4 separate regions of the Mus musculus genome follow, and all the other regions are linked to region 3. Evidence: chromatin contacts called from public promoter capture Hi-C data. All regions are on one chromosome and are shown on one strand. Each heading gives the region's core, a stretch centred on a gene start, on an enhancer-like site or on the middle of the called end of the contact. The rest is flanking DNA. Distances are from core to core; before and after follow the strand shown. Region 1 has its middle 34 kb from the start of Gm46123. Region 2 overlaps Phip (pleckstrin homology domain interacting protein). Region 3 holds the start of Hmgn3 (high mobility group nucleosomal binding domain 3). Region 4 overlaps Phip (pleckstrin homology domain interacting protein).

Region 1 (3,083 bases), core at 92-2,591, 240 kb before region 3:
AATGGGTTCATTAGCTTGTACCTTTAAAGTGGTTTCCTTAAAAATAATTCCTCAGGAGAGCAGGAGAGCTGGCCCTATCCCTCACCCGCTGCAGTACTCGGGAGAGAGGCCCTGCACCTCACTTGGGCAGCACAATAGAGCTGGTGACAAGGGCATGAGCTGGCTGTCAGTGGGCGAGCATGTACAAGGTGGCTTCACAGCTTGTCTGCCCTGTGGTGTCATGGGTGAGGGAGAGATGCCCTCCTCACCCCACCCCTTGCCCCTCATCACCTATGGCAGGCAGGAGAACTGACTCTATCCCTCACCGCACAGCTGGCTCTACTGTCTTGGGTGCAGGTGAGCTGGCCCAAGGGCATGGAAGTGGGAGAGCTGGCTCTGTCTCTTGGCAGCTGCTGCATTGGGTAAGCTATCGGCTGGAGTGCTGGTGTCCTGGTGGTGTGGGTGTGGGAGTGCTGGTGGGCTGACCAGTTCACATGCCACCTACACCCACATGTAGGGCTTTGAATGTACTCACCCCAACATCTACCCCAAATATGAATTGCTGGAGTGTGTGAAGGGGCTGGTCCTACAGGTCCAAGGCTGCAGGAGCTCCATGACATAAGGTGACAGCAGGATATCAAGATAAGTCTGAATGAGGGTCCAGTATTGATAGTGTAGCAAAAGCCAGAGACCTTGAACTAGACCAGTGATTCATTGCAGTAAATGTTTGAAAGCAAAGAAGTGTGGACAAAAGGGTATACTATAGGTCACAGGGACATACTACAGCTTCTACAACAAGATTTTTTTCCTTTGGGGGAGGTACAAGGGCAGAGGGCAGGGAAGGAGACAAGGAGATGGGTGGGATTGGGCTGCATGATATAAAATTCACAAAGAATGGATCAAAAGTTAAAAAAGAATTCCTCATTTTTACTCAAAGCCTCAAAAATGATACCTCAATTCTACAGTTAATGAAGTCACAGGTCCCTCCTATCTTCCTATTAATAGGAAAGGTGTTTGATTTTTGAAGATTTTGGGGGGAAGAAAAGCCATTCTTTTACTCTGAAAGGCTTGATCACTAATCATTTTGCCTCTGTTAAATTTTCCAAGTGGTGTTGAAGACACTTGAAGATATTCCCTGTGGCCTCGGCAGACACCAGCCACTGGGAAACGGAGATGAGATGAAACAAACCTCTCCTTCTACCGACCCATCGGAAGAGCTGCTTGCTCTGAGGGCTTCTGCCTGTCTGTTTCCTGGCTGTGTCTTGCTCCAGTGATCCCCGTTTCCCCTGTCAGCACCACAGATCTCACTCTGTCACCCTCTTACAGGACTCTCTGGACCAGTGCCATCTGTGGTTCAGAACATAGGATAACATGAAAAGACTTGCAGCACTTTCTTGTTCTCCACAGCCCCTAAGCTGAGTCACAAAATCCCCACGTGCAACTAAACTCTTCCTGCTGACTTCCTGAGGATGCTTCTGTAACAGGTGCAAAGGGAAGCACTATAGACTACTGTCCAGTCTAAGCTAGCTTGTTTTGTGTTGCTGTGATGTCTGTAAGCTTCTTGGTACCTTCCTCACCGTGGTGGTTGGGCTCGTCTAAACGACTCACAGCTGTTCAAGCAAACACTGATGTCCTTTCTAAAAAAAGAATATTGTTTGAGAATTTCATAGATGCATATATGTGTTTTCATCCAGTTCCTCTTCCTTCCCCCCTAAGTTCTCCCCTATACACGCCCCCCACAACCACTTTTTCCTAGTGTGATGGAGGATGCCATGTGATGATGGAGAAAGACTATCCTTATGTTCACAACCCAAGGGATACTGAGGACTGTAATGGATCACCACAAGCAAGACAGGAGCTCAACCAGAACCCTTCCAGGGTCCTCAGAAAGCATGTGACCGTACAAACACCTTGATAAAAACTTCAAATCTACACAAATAGAAGGACATACATTTCCGTTTTTTAAAGAAACATTTAAAAATATCTATTTTATATACTGTTGCTTTGTCTGTTTGTTGATGCACCATGTGACCATCTGGTGCCCTTAGACACCAGAAGAGGGCATAGGTTCATCTAGAGCTGGAGTTCCAGGCAGGTGTGAGCTTTGTGGGGCTAGGAATCAAACCTAGGTCGCCTGGCAGAGCATCCAGTGCCTCTTAACCAATGAGTACCTCTTGAAAACATTTTTATTTGACAGATAGCAGTTATACATATTGATGAGCTTCATAAATAATTTTATTCAGGTATACTGTGCCCTTTGAACTCACCCTTATACAGAACATGTTAAAGCCAAGATATTTTTAATGTGGATTTCATAGTGAATTTAGGAATTTTGTATTGAATAGAATTTGACAGAATTTGTGCTGTAAATTATCTAAGAAAAGCCTCAAGAGCAAAATCACCTGGTAATCAGAGACATGGAGTTGGTGAGTACATACTTTGTCTCTACATTTGAAATGAACCATCCAGGTGTCCTATTTTAAAGAAGTACGTTGACAAGGACACTAGGACTTAAAAATATTTAAAGAATGCACTTTTCATCCTGCTGTTAATGAGAGGTAGAGCCAGGGCTTAAGCCCACAGGCGTTTCACCCAGAGCCTTTAAAGCTCGCTCGTCTATAAATACTGCACTCATTCTGTCTGCAAACACTGAGCATCTCATGTGCGCATCTGCCTAGATCGCAGTGCTCAGCCTTGTAAACTGGCGGAAGCAATATCTGCGTTTCTGGACTGAAGGGGAGGGGAGGCAACAGCGTCTGATTAGTATCTGATTTAGCAGCTAATGTTCGGATGCAATGTGGAGCAATGAACTCAAGGAAAGAATAATCCAGAATAGAAGCAAGATGCATATATTTATAATAATATAACGGACACTGCAATATGAGTAAATACTTTGTGCACTTGAATGGCTAAGATACATATGTAGCAGAGGATGGCATTGTCTGACATCAATGGGAGGGGAGGCCCTTGGTCCTGTAGAGGTTTGATGCCCCAGGGTAGGAGGATGCTGGAGCGGTGAGGTGGGAGTAGGTGGGTGGGTGGGGGAGTACCCTCATTAGAGGCAAAGAGGAGGGGAAAGAGGGCAGATGGGATGGGGTGTTGTG
Region 2 (3,076 bases), core at 459-2,958, 220 kb after region 3:
TTCTAAATGCTACATGTATTCAGGGTGGTTGCTGAGAATTTTAGTAACATTGTATAGCAACTACCAGTTAGACCCAGTTAGTGATGTGTCTAGGAATAACAACTTAACAGTGATATAATTCTTGAGTGGCTCTTCTGTGATCTTTGTGACTGCCATACTTTTTCCCTCTGTTCACTACATTGCCTTTTTTTCTTTTTAATGGATATATGGCAGAAAAAGCATCCAGCTCTGCTACTAAGAAATTAAAAACAATTTTAGGATGAAATAGAAGCTGATGGTCTCTCTTATTGGTCATTGTTCAGCTGCAGCTTCAGGTTAGCTATTTGGTTTAGTGTAACTAATCAGAGCTGTTAGATATCACAAAGCTTTGAGGAATCCAAATGCATACTCTGATATTGTTGTGCTTATCCTAATTTACATTAAATTTTGTAAATATTTTTGAGTATTATTTGGCATGTCTAGTCATCCTTTGTAGAATTTAAGAATGATGAATAATCCTCTTATCCTTAGACTCTGTGAATGCTTATATAATAAGTATTACTTTAGGAAATTTAAAAATTGAAGCTTATAAAATGAGTAAGTAAATTCACCATTGGGCTGACAGCCAGAAAATAGGAAAGAGAGTATGTCTTTAATTGAACGAATTCTTAAAATATACAAGAACTTAAAAATATATGTTTAGGGCTGAGGCTATATCGTCAGGTGTTGAAGTGAATGCTTACCTAATACTCACTCACGAGGTACTGGGCTCAGTCCTGTCACTACAGCACCCCCACCCCGCCCCAGTCCAGTAGTCTTTGGCTTCTGAATAATCAGATTCATTCCTAAACTTACAGTTTTAAAACTATCTTTTAAAGGGTAGTAGAATTAACTTATAATTCAATTTTATGATGGATTACTCAGCATTTTCTCTACCTTACCAATTAGGAGAATTAGAATTCTGTTCTTAAAATCTTAAGTAATTAAAATCCTGTATTATTAAAGTTTTTTTTTTTTCCCTGGGAAAAGTTGACGTTTTAAATGCATGTATTTGAGATAGTCATATAATAGAATTTAAATGGGTATATTTAGAGACAGTATTTTAATAATACCAATAGCATTCCTGTAAGTGTTCTTTTCTGTATTAAAACTAAGACATTTTTTAAAAAGTTCTTTTGCTTTGTTTTCTGACTAAGTTTGTAAACAAAACAAAAGGTTTGCTATTGAGAATTCAGTTTCTTTTATGCTTAAATAATAATTTCTAATTGATTCCATTTAAATTTTTTAACTGAATTCTCAGCTTGCTAATAGTATTTCATAAAAAAATAATGGGGTAACTTGTCTTGTTTTTATTGCCGCTCCTCTTTGCAGAGGACTTGAATGATAAGAGCATTTAGGAGTCTGAGTGTGTTTCTGTTAATTATGAGATGTACAAGATTATAGTAAATGATATGCCTGGAAAGGGCTAACATGCTGGTCTTGGCTCCTTCACTGTTGTCTGATTGCATTGGGGACCTCGACTCCTCTCCTCCCCTCGCTGCTCTCCCATTCCTCTGTCTCCTCCTCTTCTAGGGAAGAATGAAGCTAGAGAGAGTACTGTAGAGAATTATTAACACAGGCAGGAAGACATTGTTCTTTTAAAGAATACTGACTTTCTAGGCCTTGTACTTTATTCTTGTCTAGTACGTTTTAAAACCATGTGAGTACTTAAGGTTTCAAGTTAAATAGTCCTTGTATAACCTCGTGATCAGCAAAAGTGCTGTGTATTTGGCTAGTTTATGAAGCACACAGTGTGTATAGTTTAGCAAGCTTACTGATTTTCTTTGACATTGGCATGAAGAAAGCATCATTGTAGCTTTATTTTAGTGAATATTTTATGAAACTACAGTATATAAATGCCAGTTAATTGCTGAAAGCATTTAGATTGTTTATAGAAATATAAAATATGTGCTATATGCTATGCGTACTAAAATTTATGACATTACGTCATTCCCAGTCCTAGAGAAAATAAAGTAGGTTTGAAGTTCTCTTAAAGTTTTAGGTGTTCATTTAAATGTGTGGTCCCCCTTTTCCACCATTAAATTACCATAGATTATATATAATTAGAATTAACAAATTTATAAATGGATTTTAATTTTCAAGATTAAAATTTCTTTACTTCCATGTTTCTTAGTACTAGTATATATTAAAAATATAGGATATGTGTGTGTATATACATATACATACATACATACATACACACCCACATATATATATACACACGCACACACACGTATATATTACACACACACACACACACACACACATATATATATATATATATATATATATATATATATATATATCTGTAGTGCATATAGTAAGTACTAAACTAACAGTGTTCACAGTGGTGCCTGCAGGCCCTGTGTTAGATTTTCTTGTATCTTTGCTGCTTTTGCCTTATCTCTTTTGCTGTTCATACCTTTGTAGTTCTCACTGTTCTTTACTTCATATTTTTTTATTTTTTGTCAGGATACTCAAAGCTGTAGTTTGTTGCTTCTTACCTGGTATTGCTTTTAATTGGAAAAAAATACAATATGTCTCATTAGCAAATGTTTTTTGTTTTTTACTGAGTTTGGTAATCTGCATTGCTTTTGTTGTTTCATGGGTAAATTCTAAATAAGAGCTTTTATTTAATAAATGTTTTCTTTATTTTTTTATAATTGTTCTCTTAACATTTCTTTACTTAAGAGGCTTTTAAAAATGTTCCAGTGTCCACTAATCCAGAACAATGTATTTCTCCTTGCAACATTTCAAATGAGTAGAGGCTACCAATAAACCACTCAGAATTTTTGTCAATGCATACTTCTGATATTAGCATGTTCTCAGTGTGACCTTGTTTTAGGTAATTGTATGTATTTAGGAAAGAGAAAGACTGAAAATAGCTATAGTTTACCACTTGGGAATTGGGATTTCAAGTTTGCTCACAACATCCTTCATTCTGTATTTCTTCTTAATGTCTAATAAGATAGTATCTCATATCTATAATCTCTCTGCTTAAAATATCCTGAATGCTTATAGTCTTTGTTTCAGTGTCTCTGAACAAAGAGTTCTCTTT
Region 3 (3,054 bases), core at 538-3,037:
GTTGAAGGGCCTTCTCCTGTTCCAGGCCCCACACAAAGCTAGCAGCTTTCCGAGTCACTTGGTAAATAGGCCTAAGTAACACACCCAAGTGAGGGATGTGTTGTCTCCAGAATCCAAATAGACCCACTAAACGTTGTGCTTCTTTCTTCCAATGTCCTTATATTGTCTCCAGCAAAAGGTGTAGCCCAGATTAAAGGTGTGTTCCACCACACCTTTAATCCCAGATGAAAGGCATAGCCCAGATTAAAGGTGTGTTCCTTAACTCGGAGATTCAATCTTCTGGAATCCATAGCCACTATGGCTCAAGATCTTCAAACCAAGATCCAGATAAGGATCTCCAAGCCTCCAGATAAGGGTCACTGGTGAGCCTTCCAATTCCGGATTGTAGTTCATTCCAAATATTGTCAAGTTGACAACCAGGAATAGCCACTACACAGTGTAAGGCTTTAGAGCAGTTTCCTAAGATGTCTTTTGGCTTGTAAATGATTCTCGGGCTAATCTTGCTTAGTTTGCTTTGTTTTTCCTGGAATTTCATATAAACAAAACCACCCAGTATAGTGTCTTGTATTGACTTCCATTTAGCATTTTTCTTTTGTTATTTATCTCATCAGGGAAAACTTATTTCTTTGATCACAGAGTAATATTCTACTGTAGACTTATCATGACTTGCTCACCCATTCCCTAGCATTCCCCCTGCAGCCCTTGAGATGGTCACAGTCCCGATTATAGCTTTGTGCTATAATAAACATAATATAATTATATATCATATTATATAATTATAATAGAATCAGTGCTATGATCACACTGATTGATTTTCAGGATGATTTGATTCACAGAACGAATCCTGTGTTCCCAGGTTCAACTCCCCTGGTTATGTATTAGCTTTTTAAAAATGTTGTTGAATTTGATTTGATAAAATTTTGTCTGTGTCTTTGTGCCTATGTTTATGAAGGATGTTGACCAAAAAATCCCCCCCCCCCCAGCCTCCCGGGTCTGAGGTCTTTAGTCAGGATAAAACCGGTCTTAAATAAATTCAGATAATGTATTTTGCAATTCTTTGCGGAATGTCGAGAAACATTACACTATACACAAAATGGTAACCTGGCAGGTGTCGTTTAAATGTACATATTTAATATATAAGTGATTTATTTGTTCCTACATTTCTCGATTTCCCCTTAGTTTCCACAACAAACATTTATATCAATTATAACAATTATTCACACATAGCTGAATAATTGGCTGAATTCATATATGACTTGTAACACAGACTTAAAGAAAAACAAAAAACAAAACAATTAGACCAAGGAACTATGGGGATGGGGGATGGTATTTGCTAGAGATGGAACTGAGAACCTTAGAAACTGTGGAAACTCTTCCAGAACAGACCTTCCTACCCTGTATAGACCCGCACCATGAACACCCGTTACAAGCTTTTATAAGTAACAATTGTACAAGGCACCCCGTGGCCCTATTTACTTTATAAAGTTAACCCAGCATTACTTAATACTAAACTTTTTTTTCCTATGAAGATGCACAATGGTTTAATCCAAAGAAGGCACGTCAAACAATGAAACTCCAAGTTAGTGCAGCCTGAAGGATACTAGTTGAACTGGGCATGCTCAGTCGCCAGGCAGATTTTTTTTTTTTTTCCCAGTGAAGTGGAAACTACAACTGCGCGTACCGGGTGAACGGGGGTGGGCGTGCCCTCGTGGAATTTAGAACGTTCTCTTAGCCAATGGGGCCTCGCGGCTGGCTGGCAGGGCTCGCCATTGGGGGACCGGGATGCGAGCGAGTGGAGCGCCGGGGGAGGAAGCGGAGGTGCAGGTCGGAGAGGCCGGGCTAGCCGAGCCCATTGCGGGAGTAGCAGCAGCGGCCAGGCAGCATCCAGCAGTGTGCCAGGCGGCCCAGAACATTGCTTTACTTTTTTTGCTGCACCAACGTAGTCATTATGCCGAAGAGAAAGGTAAGTCCTGTAAAGGGGGAAAAAAAAACCCTGCTCGCAGGCCCTCGAGTGTGTTTGGAGTAAGCCCCCTGCGCTGCGATGAACGCGGCGATGCGCCTAATAACTCAGGCGCTGGGCACGGCCGCTGCCCGCTCCTTCTGCAAATGCCTGTTGCTGACCTCGCTCGCCCCGCACGGAGCTCTGAGTGTTACTTTCCCTCCAGGGACGTCCTCCCCTCTCCATCAACTCCTGCTTGGAATGGTTTCCATCTCTTGCCAGCAGCCAGGGCGGGTATCCATCCCCCTCGCAGGAGTTTCCTCTTGGCAAACTCAGGTTGTTCTCAGGGTGGAGGGAAAGCAATGAGAGGAGTCTCCCGGGCCAGGGAAATCGAAAAACGTGGAAGCACTCAGAGGAGCTAGGCGGGGTCCGGAGTGTCCCCTGGGCCGTGCCCTGGGCGAGCGCGATGCGGGCGGAAGGCCGGGAGAGGGAAAGCCATGTTTCCCTACGCCAGCCCTGCTGCGCCGCGGACCCGTATGTACCCACTCCGGTGTCAATCACCAGCCGCGAGGGCGGGCGGGGCAGTGCGCAGCGCCGGGTAGGCTGCAAAGAAGGGGACTGGTGCCAAGCTCACTGACCCTGCCAAGGTCAGGGGCCACCAAGCCCCTGCCACTGTCCCACCCACGACCCCACGCTTGGCCAGGCAGGGAACCGAGGTCTTTTTAGTCTCTCCTTTGCCCCTGGTGGGTTGTGTCCCCTCCGCGCAGGGACGTCATGAGCCACACGTGGGGCCACACAGCTCCCTCAGGGTGGGGCTTCGACTTGTCATTGGACTGGTGAAGGAAGGGCAGATATTTTTCTACCCCTCCCAGAGAAAAGCGATGTGTGAGGATTGCGTCCTAAGAAAAAAACCTTCCTGCCACCTGCCCAAAGGACCCAAGTCAACCATCTTGGCCATTAAAGTTGAAACTTGGTTAATACCGTTTTCTCCCGAAGACTGTGCACTGTGTGTGTGTGTGGTTGCTTTATTTAAAACTATCAAAGCTTTAAAATTTTTAGAAGCTTTTGCTTCCTTATGCATCGTCACTAAGAATTTTATTATAAACAACTCCACT
Region 4 (3,065 bases), core at 325-2,824, 190 kb after region 3:
GGTAATATCCTGGTATTTGTATGATCATAATCATAGTTGATCATATTTTATTTATCTTCTTGGTGAGATTCAACACAATTTTGGTATTAATCTAACATTAAAAAGAATTCCATTTTGATTATATGTACTGCTTTTTCATATTCGTCACTTTGTCCTTGAGTGTTCTGTGTTCATTGTTTTTCCTTTCTTCCCTTCTGCTCACACTCTGTCCCTCTGCATTCCGTGCTTAGTTCTCCTCATGGAAGCATGGTCATGCCGGCCTGCTTTCTTGTTAGCTGCTTTCCTTCCACAGTTCACTTCCTTGTGTTTTTCTCTTGTTATAGTTTTCACATAATGGTTTACAGCTTGTGTTTAGTCATTTCACACTCAACTATTTTCTTTTTGTATTGCCTGTTGTTTCTAAATTTATTTTTCTTTAAATATACTTTCATTTGGCACAATGTTAATGTTAAAAAATTTTCACTTTTCTATCTTCTGTAAGTGCAAAGGGACATTGACCCTTCATGGTTATTTCTTTTCTTTTCCTTATAAAGCAGGAAGTTAGCTGTCAGACTCGCAAGATGTGTTTGCGTTATAGAAAAGTTCCATTGTTTAGATTTCCATTTCAGGTTCCAGGTGACAAGACAAAGGGGTACATTTTTTTTTTTTTAAATACCCATTTTCATAGGGAATCCAGTGCTTTTAGAGTTTTCATTTTTTAAGTAAATAATTGATCATCTTTACTTATAAGTTATAGATATGATGACAGATTCTCCCATCCCCATCTGGCAAGTGATTTAGTACTCGTTACGATGCACTCAGGCTCCCCTCAGTTCTCACGGCTGCTTTCCCACAGTGATTAGTGAGGTTCATGGTGGGTTTTCATCTTTATAAGTTAGAAAAATCCTTTTTGTCATCTTTTCATAAGATCTTAGACTTTTTGAATTTCTTTAAGGATCCGTTGAATTTAATATTTGAACATTTCCTGGGAATTTTTTTGGAAATGAGGAAGTTCATAGTCAGGCTGAGTATATTTTATGAGATAGTAGTAATTTGTTCAGCTCCTCACATGTCACTCAGTGAAATAAAATAATCTCCCACAAAATAACTTTTATAACATACAATGTTTTGATTGCTTAGGGACAGCCAATATAAATAAGTGTAGTATAAACTAGCTTTGAGTTTGTAGAACAAGTGGTGTCCTTTGCATTCCATAGCGGCTCTGTAAGAGGCCTCTTCTATCCACGGAGAAACCAAATTGTAGGTGAGTGGTAACAGAGTCAGTGCGTTCTCTGGTGATGATTTGCAGCTTCTGCATTCAATTCATGTCACTATTACACATCACCCTCTCGCCTCTGTTCAATTACTTACGCATTCATGTACACGCGGTGCCTATTATTTGAGTATAGTAATCTTTGGATTACTTTGTCTTAGTATAGAAACTGTGGAAATAATGGGGAGTGTATTCTTTCAAGTTAAGGACTTGAATTTGAAATCAGATACTCAGTTTTCTGAAAGAAACTTACAGGAACAACCTGTACATTCCACTTGTAGCCAAGGCTGACTTTGAGCTGTGACTCTTCCCTCTACCTCTTGGGAGCTGAGATTGTAGGCGTGTACACCTGGTTTATCTTGTGCTCCGGCTCCAACTCAGTGCTGTGCAGAAAGCACACGAATTCCACCAGCTAAGCCATAGTTCCTAACTTCCTAACCTCAAGTTTAGTGTTGGAGTAGTGGGATTTATTTCTCTAAAGTAGCTTTGCTTTTAGTTAGATCATTGCCAGTTTCATTACCATTGCAGCCATGCAAGAAAGCTACAGTAAATTTTCTTAAAGCAAATCTTAACATTATTTCATCCCTTTCTCTGTAAAGACCTCAAACCATGGTTTCACTGGAATTCAATTAAAATGTATCTGTCACATCATAATTTTTCTTTCCTGACAATTGTTGTTTTATATTTTGCGTGTTTGGAGTTTTTTCTTTTTTTTTTTCTCTTTCATTTTTATTGAGATAGGCTCTCACTGTGTTTCAGACTGACTTGTTAGGTTTTCTATTGTGTTTACTTTGTACTTTGCATGTGTATGCATGCTACTTATTTGTATGGAGGTTCGAGGACAAGTTGTAGAAGTTGGTGTTCTCCACGTTGTGGGTCCTGGGGATTGATCTTAGAGTATTTGGCTTCATGGCAAATCCCATACCCTCTGACCCATCTCCTGGTTCTACATTTTTAATGCTCTTTTATGGCCCCAGGACATTGCACATGCTGTTCTCTCAACCTGGGATTATATTCCCCTCCTGACAACTTTTTTTTGTTTTTTTTGTTTTTTGTTTTGGTTATTTTTTAGTTTTTTGATTTCTAGAAAAATTACTTAAACTACTGCCCCATATGTTTGGAACCTTTGCTATATGTTCCAAAATTTTCTTTATTTGATAATATTTACCATTGTTGTAAGTAAGTTTTTATTTCCTGTCTTCCTTGCTAGACTCAGTCTCCATGAGGATAAATACCGTGTCTTCTTTTTTTAATCTGTTAACATCCAGTTGACTACACTTGTATCATAATGCTCTATAAATATTAGTTGGCTTAAAGTTAAGTGACTGACATGTTTGACATAGAAAAAAGTTACCTAAAGTTGTAAAGGTAGACATGTGAGGACCTAGGTGTGATCTGTTAGCACCAACAAAAAGTTATAACATTTAAAGAATTTTAATTAAAATAACTAAGCTTTTTACCAGTACTTAAAAATTAAAGGTATTGTTACACTAGTATTTTAGTTGAAGCAGCAGATTGATTCCCAGGAAAGAAAAGGGGAAATAAATACCCTTTTAATGATAGTCACTATCTTTAATTTCCTTTTATTCTTTGATATGTCCTTGACTTATGAAGCTTTTTGTGTAATTCTTGGGATTATCATTACTTCCTGTCTGAAATTTCAGCTGCTTTGCTTCTCTTTTTTAGTTAATATTAATCTTTTACAGTATTTACTAAATCTGTTGGTTTTAAGTAGAACAACTAAACAACAAATCTGCACATGTGAGGAGTTCCTGGTCGCTCTTGAGTATCCTAGTCCTTTTACTCACATACG

Evidence for each region. Promoter capture Hi-C pulls out the DNA fragments that hold promoters and counts their contacts.
Region 1: a contact with region 3 is called in a promoter capture Hi-C map of pre-B cells. The contact joins the enhancer-like site here to the promoter of Hmgn3 in region 3. A contact is called at or near these places in 4 of 39 promoter capture datasets (the C10 cell line, cranial neural crest, liver and 1 more), 1 of 15 datasets of contacts at CTCF or cohesin (pro-B cells), 1 of 484 Hi-C or Micro-C datasets (large pre-B cells) and 3 of 9 other capture datasets (adipose tissue, liver and pancreatic islet).
Region 2: a promoter capture Hi-C map of the 3T3-L1 cell line shows a contact between it and region 3, with 3 times the contacts expected there. The contact joins the enhancer-like site here to the promoter of Hmgn3 in region 3. A contact is called at or near these places in 6 of 39 promoter capture datasets (the 3T3-L1 cell line, 3T3-L1-derived adipocytes, the C10 cell line and 2 more) and 2 of 9 other capture datasets (adipose tissue and pancreatic islet).
Region 4: a promoter capture Hi-C map of the C10 cell line shows a contact between it and region 3. The contact joins the enhancer-like site here to the promoter of Hmgn3 in region 3. A contact is called at or near these places in 9 of 39 promoter capture datasets (the 3T3-L1 cell line, 3T3-L1-derived adipocytes, the C10 cell line and 4 more).

The regions. Positions count from the first base shown.
Region 1 is chr9:83,383,724-83,386,806 of GRCm38.p6, reverse strand. No RefSeq gene overlaps it. Among named protein-coding and RNA genes, the nearest start is that of Gm46123, 34 kb to the right of the region's middle. Within about 2 kb of position 1,341, at least 19 of the 459 cell types and tissues checked have an H3K27ac peak or open chromatin away from gene starts, as enhancers often do. A contact at or near this core is called in pre-B cells and pro-B cells, where this site is marked.
Region 2 is chr9:82,921,228-82,924,303 of GRCm38.p6, reverse strand. The region is part of intron 15 of Phip (pleckstrin homology domain interacting protein); the gene reads left to right. Among named protein-coding and RNA genes, the nearest start is that of Gm39382, 43 kb to the left of the region's middle. Within about 2 kb of position 1,708, at least 1 of the 459 cell types and tissues checked has an H3K27ac peak or open chromatin away from gene starts, as enhancers often do.
Region 3 is chr9:83,145,340-83,148,393 of GRCm38.p6, reverse strand. Hmgn3 (high mobility group nucleosomal binding domain 3) reads left to right here and starts at 1,787. Exons shown (of 6, transcript NM_026122.4): 1 at 1,787-1,963. The coding sequence starts at 1,949.
Region 4 is chr9:82,955,615-82,958,679 of GRCm38.p6, reverse strand. All of the region lies in intron 6 of Phip (pleckstrin homology domain interacting protein), which reads left to right. Among named protein-coding and RNA genes, the nearest start is that of Gm39382, 8.9 kb to the left of the region's middle. Within about 2 kb of position 1,574, at least 2 of the 459 cell types and tissues checked have an H3K27ac peak or open chromatin away from gene starts, as enhancers often do.